Regions from separate parts of the Danio rerio genome. Here region 2 is linked to region 1. The links are chromatin contacts, called in public Micro-C maps. All regions are on one chromosome and are shown on one strand. The core of a region is the stretch at or near the end of the contact, and the rest is flanking DNA. Distances in the headings are between cores, read along the strand shown.

The links. A called contact is a pair of places that touch in the nucleus more often than the background predicts.
Region 2: a Micro-C map of caudal fin shows a contact between it and region 1, with 2.6 times the contacts expected there. The contact joins the promoter of samd11 here to the enhancer-like site in region 1. A contact is called at or near these places in 5 of 18 Hi-C or Micro-C datasets (caudal fin, embryo, fibroblasts and 2 more) and 2 of 4 datasets of contacts at active chromatin or transcription factors (caudal fin and embryo).

The regions. Positions count from the first base shown.
Region 1 is chr23:25,910,717-25,916,842 of GRCz12tu, reverse strand. The region is part of intron 2 of LOC101883493 (a long non-coding RNA gene); the gene reads right to left. Among named protein-coding and RNA genes, the nearest start is that of samd11, 45 kb to the left of the region's middle. Within about 2 kb of position 2,177, at least 14 of the 62 cell types and tissues checked have an H3K27ac peak or open chromatin away from gene starts, as enhancers often do. A contact at or near this core is called in caudal fin, where this site is marked.
Region 2 is chr23:25,956,407-25,962,532 of GRCz12tu, reverse strand. samd11 (sterile alpha motif domain containing 11) reads right to left here and starts at 3,337. Exons shown (of 13, transcript XM_073938975.1): 1 at 2,210-3,337; 2 at 711-802. The coding sequence starts at 2,666. All of the region lies in intron 1 of LOC141380490 (a long non-coding RNA gene), which reads left to right.

The DNA of each region.
Region 1 (6,126 bases), core at 928-3,427:
AGAACGTCACTGGTTCGAGCCCTGGCTGGGTCATTTGGCATTTCTGTGAGGAGTTTGCATGTTCTCCCTGACCCCATGTTCGTGTGGGTTTTCTCCGAGTGCTCTAGTCCCCCCACAGCCCAAAGATATGCGCTCTAGGTGAATTGAATAAGCTAAATTGGCCGCAGTGTATGTGTGTAAATGCAAGAGTGTATGATGTTTCCCAGTGTTGGGTTGTAGCTGAAAAGGCATTCACTGCGTAAAACACATGCTGGATAAGTTGGCGGTTCATTCCGCTGTGGCAATGCCTGATTTATAAAAGGACTAAGCCGAAAAGAAAATGAATGAATGAATGAATGAATGAATGAATGAATGAAATTAGCATGCAAAAAAACTTAGCATTGTGCTAATTTAAAGGAAAAGCTTTTGATTTACACAATGACACTACAACAACACCCATTTTTTTAGACTGAGGAAGTGAAAACATTAGGTCCTACGAGCAGTTTTTTGGTTTATTATATTAATCTGATACATTATTATTCAGGAAATTGAATTGTTGTAATAATATTAATAATAATAATAATCAGCAAGAACATATTCAACTGATCAAAAGAGACAATAAATACTATAAAAGATATTTAGATTGTAAATAAATGCTGTTCTTTTGGACATGCTATTTTGCAAAAATGCCTGAACAAATGCAAAGCTTCCCCAAAAAAATATTAAGCGTCAAGTGTTTTCAGCACTGACAATAATTAAAATGGTTTGACAACCAAATCACAGTCTAAAAAAGATTTCTGCAGAATTCTGAAAAAATGAAGACTAGAGTAATGGCCATAATGGAAACGAATTACACTTTGAAATGTGTAAAATAGAAAATTATTATGTAAAGTTGTAACATTTCATAACTGTTCAGCAGTTCTCTTATAGAGAATACTGCAGTTTTTAAAGGAATACTGAAGTTTTAGTTAGCACCAAAAAACTGTTATTTGAGTATATTGCAGTATTACAATACAACCGAAGTACTACTACAGTACAACTACTGCAATAGTACTGAAGTGATGAAGTACTACAACTACTATAATGCAGTACTGCTACTGCAACACAACTACAGTACAACAACTACTTTCAGTTCTTAGTACTTTTAGTAGTTTACTACAGTGGACAAGGGTTTCCAAATAAGGTTTCAGTACTTCAGTTGTACTGCTGAAGGACTACCACAATATATTGTATTGCACTTTTCAGAAGTATAAGTAACTACAGCAATACATCAACAATACTGCAAGACATAATAAACCTAAAGTGCATGTTTAATACTTATTTATCTATGTGTAATAAATTATATAACATCACTATATTGTCTCTCTTAGTTTATTTAATGTTACTTCAGATGTACTGCATTTTACTGCGGTTGAACTTTATTGCATTGTAGTTGAACTGTGTGTATACCTCATTATACTACATTAATTTTGCAGTTTTATTGAATTTTGCCACAGTTATCCTTGTAGGTTACTGCTGTTGTACTATTTAGTTCACTGCAGTTGTTTTATTTTATTTTTATTTTTGCAAATAAACTCTTACAATTGTAATTAGAAAATTAATTAAATCCCAAAAAAAAAAAAAAAAAAACATCCCTGAAAAAAATATTTTTGGAAGATGCTGAAGAGCAAACCTCTTGGAACATAAGTGCAGTACAGTTCTTGGCATTGGCATATTGGACTACAGCAGTACAAGTGCAGTAAAGACGATGTTTACTTCTTTTTACTCCAGTTTACTGCAACTTATAATGCTGTTGAACTTCATTGTATTGCAATTTTGCAATTGTACTTAATTCTACTGCAATTATACTTCTATATACCCGTTTACTGCAGTTATGTTGTAGGGTTTTTAAATAAATCAAATAAATGAAAAATAAATAAATGAAAACAAATAAATGAAAATAACAGTGGGCTAGTTTTTAATGCTAATGTGCATGCTGTAGCAATGATCTCTTGTCTTAAATGATACGTGACCTAGTGTGTGTGTGAACTTCACACATGTGTGTGTTTGAGGTGAACGTGCTAAGGGTGAACATGTACAGGCATGGCATGCACAGATCCCCTTACTGCGAGACGCTGGCAGCATATACTTATATCTCTGGTTTCTGTGTGTGTGCGTGTGTGTGGCAAACTATATTAAATCCCTCTCGCAGCGGAGGTGTCGTGTTGCGGCTGCTGCTTTATAGCTGGTGCCGGAGCAGACTGGCGGCAAGAGCGGCGGCATTATCTGCATGCTGAGGAATGTCTCATGCCCCGTCATTTCCAGCAACCTCAGGTACAGCAGTTTAAAAGCACACGGAGGTGCACAACCAACTGGAATACACACTTCTAATGCAACTCATTACAGGTTCAGCCTGTCTTCTACCACCATTTATTGCTCAACATGATCATAACTACCATCATGTCATTTTGTCATATACAGTAGTCAACTTATGAAGTGGATCAAAGCCTTTTGCTCAAAACCTAAACGTTGTCCTAAAACTAGTGATCAACATCCATTCGTGTGTTGCTTTGGGCTATACAAAAAATAAAAAAAGAGCAAAGACCACCAGTTACAAGTTTAAGTTGACATAACAGCCTCACTGAGGAAGATATAAAGCGATTCGTTCAAAATATCTGAATCATTCAGTAATGAATCAAATGAGTGTCATTATGAATAGATTGTTGAATCAAGACTGTTTTAAAAAGACGTAACTTGATACATTAACCTCTTGTTTGTTTAACTGTTGTATAAAATCTGTTTTTTTTGTAATAGTTAAATAAACAGCACTCATTGCTTGTGTTAATTACTAATCTTTAGATTTTAAAGATATTTATAACTTATATTGCATGGGCATTCTAGAAGCATTTTAACATTTCTTCTGAAGTTAAATGCATTTGGGCTTATTTTATGTATGTATGTATTTATTTATTGTTTTTTTATTTGTTTGTTTGTTTGTTTGTTTTATTTAAAATATTTATTTAGTTATTTAGTTAGTTAGTTAGTTAGTTAGTTAGTTAGTTAGTTAGTTAGTTAGTTAGTTATGTTTTGCAACTTATCCAGCACACGTTTTATTCAGCGGACAAGCATACACTCTCATTCACACACATACCCTATGGCCAATTTAGCTTACCCAATACACTTATAGCGCATGTCTTTGGGCTTGTGGGGGAAACTGGAGTGAACATGGGGAGAACATGCAAACTCCACACAGAAGTGTTAACTGGCCCAGTGCTACCCACTGCGACACAGTGTCACCCCTATTTATGATACATGTATTTCCAATACTAAATAGTATTTTGTCATTTGTATTTGATAAGGTTGATGAAATGGATGAATACTTTGAATCAAAATACTGTAATGTCTTGTATTTTCGATGTTTCAAAATACTGTAAAATTATTTGCAATGAATCTACAGTTTATGGTGACATAAAAATGAGGCCTCTGGAATGAATCATTTTTAAGAAGGAGGTCAATGCTTGGAGTATGGATAGAAATTATACTTAAAAAAAGTAACAGACAAAGGCTGAGGGTATATTCAGGAGCATGTCTACAACCATTGGAAATAGCTACTGAGCAACGCTAAGACCATAAATATACATATACAAAGCGTTTACTTGCAAAATTAGATATTTTTGTCACTTTTAGATATCATATTTTATGTTGTGGAATTTTTAGAAGTTTTCAGAAATCAAGCTTTTACATTGAGTATAGAAGAGAACAAAAAATGTTAACACACTTCATATTCTGACAGCCTGTCACCCTTTTAAATCTTAGATTGTTCATAGGTTGAATAATCATTGAACAGAGATTATGAGAACTGTACTGGCCAGACAATGGATGGAAACATAATCAGCATATAGTACCATGTTCTGATTCAGTATCTGCATTAATCTATTTAAACCATAGGATGTCATCTTGAAGACAGCACTTTCTGTATGAAATTTGTGCAAACTTTATGCTAAACTCAAAGAGAAACACAAGTTACCATTTGATTAAAAGTCCAGCTCACTAACCATTAGGCCACAACTTCCCCTATAAGTGAACGAAATGGCAGAGAAAATGTTATCAAATATAGTTTACCAAGTAAGTTTAATGGTGAAGGGATTGGTCCAATAAGGCTATTGATGGAGGTTTTGGGAAATTTCCTTTTAATAGTATTGTGGATAGTACAAAAATATAGTATTTCATGTTGATACATTTGTGGCTGCTGTATTTATTTTGATACACTTAAAATCGCCGTATTTGGTATTTTATTTAAAAATACATATCAATGTATTTTTGCCCATGCCTGCCCCTAGCCCCTAACTTAACTTTACATTTTCAAAACAAAATTAAAGAAGATTTAGGGGAAAAGGGGATACAGATCACTCATTCATTCATTCATTCATTCATTTTCCTTTAGCTTAGTCTCTATTTCAGAGGTCACCACAGCAGAATGAACAACCAACTATTAAAGCATACATTTTACATAGCTGATGCCCTTCCAGCCGCAATCCAGTATTGGGAAACACCCATACTCACTCATTTACATACACATATACAACAGACAATTAAGTTAATTCAATTTGGACTGTGCAGAGCACCTGGAAGAAACCCACACGAACACGGGAAAACATGCAGACTGCACACAGAAATGCCGACTGGCCTAGTTGGGACTTGAACCAGCAACCTTCTTATTGTGAGGAGACAGTGCTAACCACTAAGCGTTTTCAGGCAGTATTAGTACTGAATTTTAGTAGGCCTTTTAGTACCATCTATAAAATCTTGTCTTCTTATTATAAGAACTGTTCACTAAAAGGTTCTGATGGAAGCCAAAGCTTTTAAGAGTCAAACAAAGATTGTGATTGGTTCAGAATATATTTAAAGAAAGCATAGGCAACATTTGTATCACTGGCAGATGAGAGCCCCTCCTGGTAGATGACTGAAATCTATAATGATGGCAATGACTGGCACATAGCATACATGTATGAATGATTAACAGAGACATCTGCCACTGCTGAATTATAGATCAGTCAAAGTCAGACATATGGGCTCAGACTCCCATGTGTTGGAGGTACAAAATGCTGCTTGTTATGACACTTACATTCACATAGTTTTCCAATTAAGTTGCATGTTCTTGTTATGGCTTTAATCAAAATATTTTTTGATATAATTTTTAAGTTTCCGATCAAGCTTTTCAAATTCTCAAACTTAACATTTGGGCACCAGTAGTTTCTGTTTATCTATTCGGAAGTGTTTTTTTTTTCTTTTTTTTTTATATAAATTAATCATTTTATTCAGCAAGGGCATATCAAATTAAATTGAAATTGACTTTGGCAAAAACTTTATGAATCTAGACATGGTCAAAAAGATCTGCTGAAGTTCATGTCATGGTAGTTGGTGCCAAAAGGGCTATTCTGAGGATTTCAGTAACTGTGGCTTTGCTAGGATTTAAAATAGACTAGTTCATGGTAACAAACATAGGCTAGAGTAGTTTGAGCTTATAGAGAGTAACCACTCCTTACAACTAAGGTCTTAAGAAGAGCATCTCTTAATGCACATCAAACCTTGAAGCAGGTGAGTTACAGCAGCAGAAGAGCTCATTAGTGTTTTCTTTTTAATATATTCATTTTATTCAGCAAGGGCGTATCAAAATTGACATTGGCAGAAACTTTATGAATCTACACATGGTCAAGAAGATCTGCAAGAGTTCATGTCATGGTACTTGGTGCCAAAAGAGCTGATTGGAGGATTTCAGAAACTGCCGCTTTGCTGGGATTTTCCACCTGGGTTTATTGGCAGTATAGATATAAAATAGACTAGTTCATGCTTACAGATATAGGCCAGAGTAGTTCAAGCTAATAGAGAGTAACCACTCGTTACAACCAAGGTCTTCAGAAGAGCATCTAATAATCCACATCAAACCTTGAAGCAGATGAGTTACAGCAGCAGAAGAGCTCATTAGTGTGTTTTTTTATATATATAATCATTTTATTCAGCAAGAAAGTATCAAAATAAATTGAAATTGACATTGGCAGAAACTTTATGAATCTAGACATGGTCAAAAAGATCTGCTAAAGTTCATGTCATGGTAGTTGGTGCCAAAAGGGCTGATCTGAGGATTTTAGTACCTGCGGCTTTGCTGGC
Region 2 (6,126 bases), core at 2,088-4,587, 45 kb before region 1:
ATCTGCTACAGACAATCTGTGACCTTACATTGCAGCTCGGAGTCAAACAAACCAAAACAATCAATTGCAACCATTTCACATTTCCTTGTACTGGGTCTTTATTTACTTTCTGAGAAACAACCGTGACAACACTGACAGCAAGTCACTGTCCTTCTTAACATTTCTAATGCAGTTCAGAGAAAAATGCATCAAACCATGTAATTCATCAGCAATGGTGTGTCATTCACCACATAAAATTGCAAAAAGTTTTTTTTGTGTGTTTTACATGTGGCATTTTCAGCATGACAATGTTCAAACTTTGTAATTCTGTAGTGTTAATAAAATGTTTTAAGGGATAGTTCATCAACAAATGACAATTTCAGTATTATTTAATCACTTATTATTGATTGATCACTGTGTGGAAAAAATAGGCAATCAATAGTGAGTATGAACTGCTGACATATTTTAAAAAAAGAGTCGAACAGATGAGAAACTTCCATTTTTGAGTGAACTATACCTTAAAGTCATGTATAAAAGAGAAAGTTATCGACACATATAGTAGTCAAAATTTAAAGTGGATCAAAAATGTTTTTTTAAGTGTCCAAAGACAAGAAAGGCTGTTGTGCAGTAGTTGATAAAAGGTGATGATCCACTTCAAATGTTGACAACTGTATCTGAAGTACTACAATAAACATAGAAGTAACATCAGCCAATCTAAATAGCACACTTACCACAGGAGATGAAATTCTACAGCCGGGACAGTCACAGATAGGCGGATGTACTTGTAAGATTCCTTTGGACATAAGTGTCTTCAGACTTTTCCCTAAAAAATAAAACTTCCTTTTAGATTTGTGTGGGTGTATACGCACACATGCAGAACAAAATGAAGATTATCATTTAAATACAATCATTTCAGCTTACCATAATGCAGCAAACTTTCTTTTCAAAATAGTCTATCATGAATAGACCTGCTTCTTATCACTCAAAGCAACTAAACGCACCCCTCCACTGACTACTTTAACAGCTCCTGCAGTCGTCCACCCATCTGTCAAACTCATCCGCAGGACACTAACGATCTCCACCAAAAGTGTCTTTAAAGGACATTCATTTTATTTACAGCAAGTGACCAAAAGTCATACCTAGAGTGCAGATGCACAAAATTAGTCTGTTAACCAAAATAAATGAACCTGAAAAGAGACTTGAAACCTTTGCAAATAAACTCAAGTGACCTGTAATACTTCAAATGAGCTGGTAAATCAGCCCAAAGTTATGCAACATACTGTAACATTACAAAATATAGTGTTTTTCAACTTTAAATCCATATATACACAATTGCAGCTTCATATGATAACGTGCCAATGTATCGTAATTCTGATGTACTGCACTTCATAACAAAAACTCAATGATATATAAATATATACTCTAATTCACTATGTTAACAATATAAAAATAGAGTCAAAAACTTAATATTATTCTAAACACAGATGTTTAGAGAGAAAGAAGGCAGATAAAGGATATAAACCTACTAAAAGTGAAAAATGAAGTTAAAATGCTGCCTTACAATTTGTGACAACCTGAATAACATTTTAACTGTACTTATCGACTACTAACCGATGAAGTAGAGAGTTATAACTTTAAAAAGTGATAAACTTAATAGACATGAGATGACCGTGACAAACTAGATTAGCCTATATGTAAATAAAGATGTCATTACGACACGGTTAATGATACAATGTAAAACACTGTTAAAGAGTAGGGATATCAGCTGAGCGTTAATACAAATGATATAAAATTTAAGTTTCAGACTTGATAACAGTGAATGCGGTTGAAATTTTAGTAAACAAAAGCTTAATCCACAACTGTTTGATAATGTGCCACGGTGACATAAACCTGATCTACTCTACTTCATTACAAAACCAGCTTTACGCGTCTAATTTATCCTCAAAAGATTTAACATGCTATTCAAAACATTGATTTTATTTAACACATACAAAATCCACGTGCGTCAAAACTATTGTTCACCTTTTTGTTCCAGCAGTGAGAATCCAAAGTCGTTCGACTCCAAGCAGAATGAGCTCTAGTTCCCAACGCACTAAAGTTACAGCAGTTGAGTAACCCACATTTCTATCCAGAAAAAAGCTCTTCTGTTAACCCAAGAAGAGGACTAAAGCTCAATTAACCCCCGTTTCAAAAGTAACATCCATGCGTGTGCACCCGGCAACTGACTTACCCTTGTGCCTGATACTGCGTTTCCAGTCTTTGGCTGTCTCTCTTCCACTGACAAACTGGAACTCGTTTGGGGTGAGCCACTCAGTCCGGTATTTGATGGAGGGCCCTTTGCTGCCCTGGCACAGTTTGTTAATGTACAGTAGTGCTTTGTTTTCCCCGCATTCCACTTCGATACAAGGCTCCCCGTTGTCGAAAAACGGCTGAAAGTCCGGGATAGACGAGAAGCTCTCCAGCATGAAGTCGTCCGGGTGGTGGTGAAGGTGCTGCTGATGCAGCGCGGTGTCGCGAAAGCCCAAGTACGCGCGCTGGTGATGGGCGAAAATGTGATCGTACGGCGGCGGATGAGGGGTCACCACGGGGATAGCGGTGGCATTTAAAGGGGCCAGGTATTCAGGCTGGTTGAAGGCGGCTAATGCCATGTCTTCTCCATCCAGTCTCTCCTTTTTGATGGCAGGCATGTTACCCGAAGCGGAGCGCCGGCAACGAGTGATTAGCAGTTCATGCGTCCCAACTTGTGTCCCTGTTCGCGGAGTTCCAGGCGCACCGGTGTGTTTACGCACGACTCCCGCGTCGCTGCCTGACAGCAGAGCGCTTAAGTTCAGCCATTCACCACTTCACTCTTCTCCTCAGTGCTCTGCTCGCATGACGGGTCTCCCCGCGCTCCTGCCCACCACATCTAATCGGACTAATGCCTGACATCTCCGCCAGATATTAGCGCTGCTGAGCGTGCTTTAATGATTGTTTATCCCGCGTTTCCTTTAAAATAATCGCTATGGCAACTCCGCTACGCTTATATCCTGCATCCACTCCGAGTTTATTTATGTCCAGGCACAACGCAGCTAGGGCTTTAACACATAAAAGCCCGTGTTTGTGTAGTGTAGATCACGTAAATGTTCAGTAGTATATGCACAGTGGGTAGGTAGTGAAACAGACTATCTTGGAGCATTTTCATATCTGACGAAGATAGAGACAATTATGCTATCTATGTGCGCCTTTTCGATTGCAAATGATGCCTGGCGCTAATGGGACTTTGGATTTTTTTCTCTCCCCTTCGTTTTTTAACCCCTAATACGTCGCTGAAGTCACGCTTTAGTTCACAGACCCAGACCAAACAAGATTTGCACTCTCCGCCGCTTCTCAAACTTGGCCCATTTAAACAGCGGAGGCAGCGCGAGCGCGAGCCCACTGAAGGGGGTCCGCGACGGACGAGCCCGCGTCACTGTTTCCAGTCACTGCAGAAAGTTCAGAGAAATAATTTCATTTAGGTTTTATTTTTCCATTCTTACACAACTATGTGGTTACATTTGTTTGGTTACTTGATTCTTTCTTGTTTAAAAAAATAAAAAACGATTGGTTGACTAATTGTACAAGCTACTCTATGCAGATAAAGGTCACTGTAAGTTATCTAACATGCAGTCCTGACCTGTAAACAGTGCATTATACATTATTTATAAAAAAGACAAAACATTTTGATACATTTCTTATTTTATTCTTGTCAGACATGTGGAGTAGATCACATTATATTAGTGTATCAATTCATGCTTCTCTTGCTGACTTGTTAGCCCATATTTTTATGGTGACAGTTGCTGGAAAGGCGATTTTAATACTTTAATCTGATATAATCTTAACCCTGTGTATAATAATAGATATTATATAATAATTGTAAGAACTTCACAGCACAAATACTTAAAGATAGAAAATGTGGCTATAAACCGTTCTGTATTTAATGAAAATAAAGCCACATATATTTTTTAAATTAATATTTTTTACGTTTTGAAAGAGATCTCTTCTGCTCCCCAAGGCTGCAATTTATTATTATGATGATGATGGTGATTATTATTATTATTAATTCATTTATTAATTTTATTTATTTATTTATTTTTTTGTTTAGTCCCAATAATAATCAGGGGTTGCCACAGCAGAATGAACCGCCAACTTATCCAGCATATGTTTTACGCAGCGGATGCCCTTCCATCTGCAACCCAACAATGGGAAATATTATTATTATTATTATTATTATTATTATTATTATTATTATTTATTTATTATTATTATTATTATTATTATTATTATTATCATTGTTCTGCTAAATACATTTTAATTTTCATTGTACTTTAATGAATACAAGCCTTTATTTGAAATACAATAATTTGCAACTTTATAAACTTTGAAGAAAAAAACAACTTCCCTTTTCTTTTTAATTTTTAAATGGTACTTTGGCACCATTATTAGGTATTATAATTGTATTATATTACAGTTTACATAAAAATAGTAAGCAGCACCTTTTTCTTCATAGTATCTTCCAGCATAAACCACGGCGAATGAAGTTCTGCACAAGACTTTTGGCCAGCGGAGAAATTAAAATGGTCGTGCCCAACTGAGTCTGGTTCTCTCAAGGTTTTTTTTCTTCACTCCCATCAGGTGAAGTTTTTTTTCCCTCTCCGCTGTCGCCACTGCCTCGCATGGTTCAGGATTGGTAGAGCTACGCATCGATGAATTTGCTCTTCAGTGTTTGAACTCTCAGTAATGATTAAATCACACTGAACTGAGCTAAACTGAACTGAACTGAACTTAAACACTAAAACCTGAACCACACTGTTCCAGTTACTGAACCACACTGTTCCAGTTACTATGACCATTTATGTAAAGCTGCTTTGACACAATCTACATTGTAAAAGCGCTATACAAATAAAGCTGAATTGAATTGAATTGAATATAATATAATATAATAATATACCAGCACATTATATATTATTGTCAAGCAAGTTTTTAATTAAACAAGTTTTAATCAACTCTAATTTCATTTGGTTCACAACATGACACCACATACAAATCATAAACAGGTTTTCAGTTCTTCAGTACAACTGGTAGTAAAAATGACTGCTGTAAGTCACTGTTTTATTATTTTAAGTGAATGCAACAACAACTGCAACAACAAAAACTACAACATTAAGCTGCCACTGAATTCTTTGGTAGATTAAAATTAATTTATTAACATTTTAAGAATTTTCTCTGTACTGTTGAATACCACTGGACAGTTCAGATGTGTGTAAACAGATAATGGTTTTGAGATGGTTAGAAAGAAGTAAAATTATTACATTTTATTTTAAAATTTAAGTTTCACATTTTGTTTGAACTACCTAAATATTTTTAAGGAAAAGTTCATTATTATTGTTCATAATATGTCAATTAATTTTGCTTTGTGAAATCAAGTAAATCTTACTGGATTAGTGAAAGCTTTGGAAACAAATGAATAAATCACAAATTGTGCCTCAGACATTCTTTTGACTTCGATCAGAGATTTCCAATGCACCATTTAAATGTAGAAATCCAAAATCGCCCCCACAAACATAAATAAGATGAAAACTGGAAACAATGTAAAGGTCAGAGTTTCTCTGAGAGCTCAGGAGATCCCTGTAAGCTACAGTGTGAGGATCCCCCGCGGGGATACCCTGCCCCCTCACCCCCACTCCATTCTGCATTAAAACCGCTGGTGACTCAGTTTATGAAGGAGGGGTTCCCCTAAATCTACAGATGACAATGTAACATTCAGCCCACAGTTTGGGTTCAGGACGGCTTCCCCTGAACTTTCAGCCCCCACATTATCAGCAGAAGAACAAGACCTGTGGCATCCTCCTCGTGCTCATCAAAATGAAAGCCACCCACTCACTGCAACGGTTTCACATTTCACAACAAGCATGCTGAAGCAACTACTCTGTTGTTTTATTATATGAGGTTTGGGTCACCCCTCGCATGCTCAATAATATACAGACAAACTTAAGTTAAAATTACTGAGGAAAAGCAAATGTGAAAAAAAAACTTTGTCCTAGTTTATGAAAACATATTAATATGCATTAAACAATTATAATAATGCTAAAAAAAATTGCAACTACTACTACTAATGTATCTATAACTGAG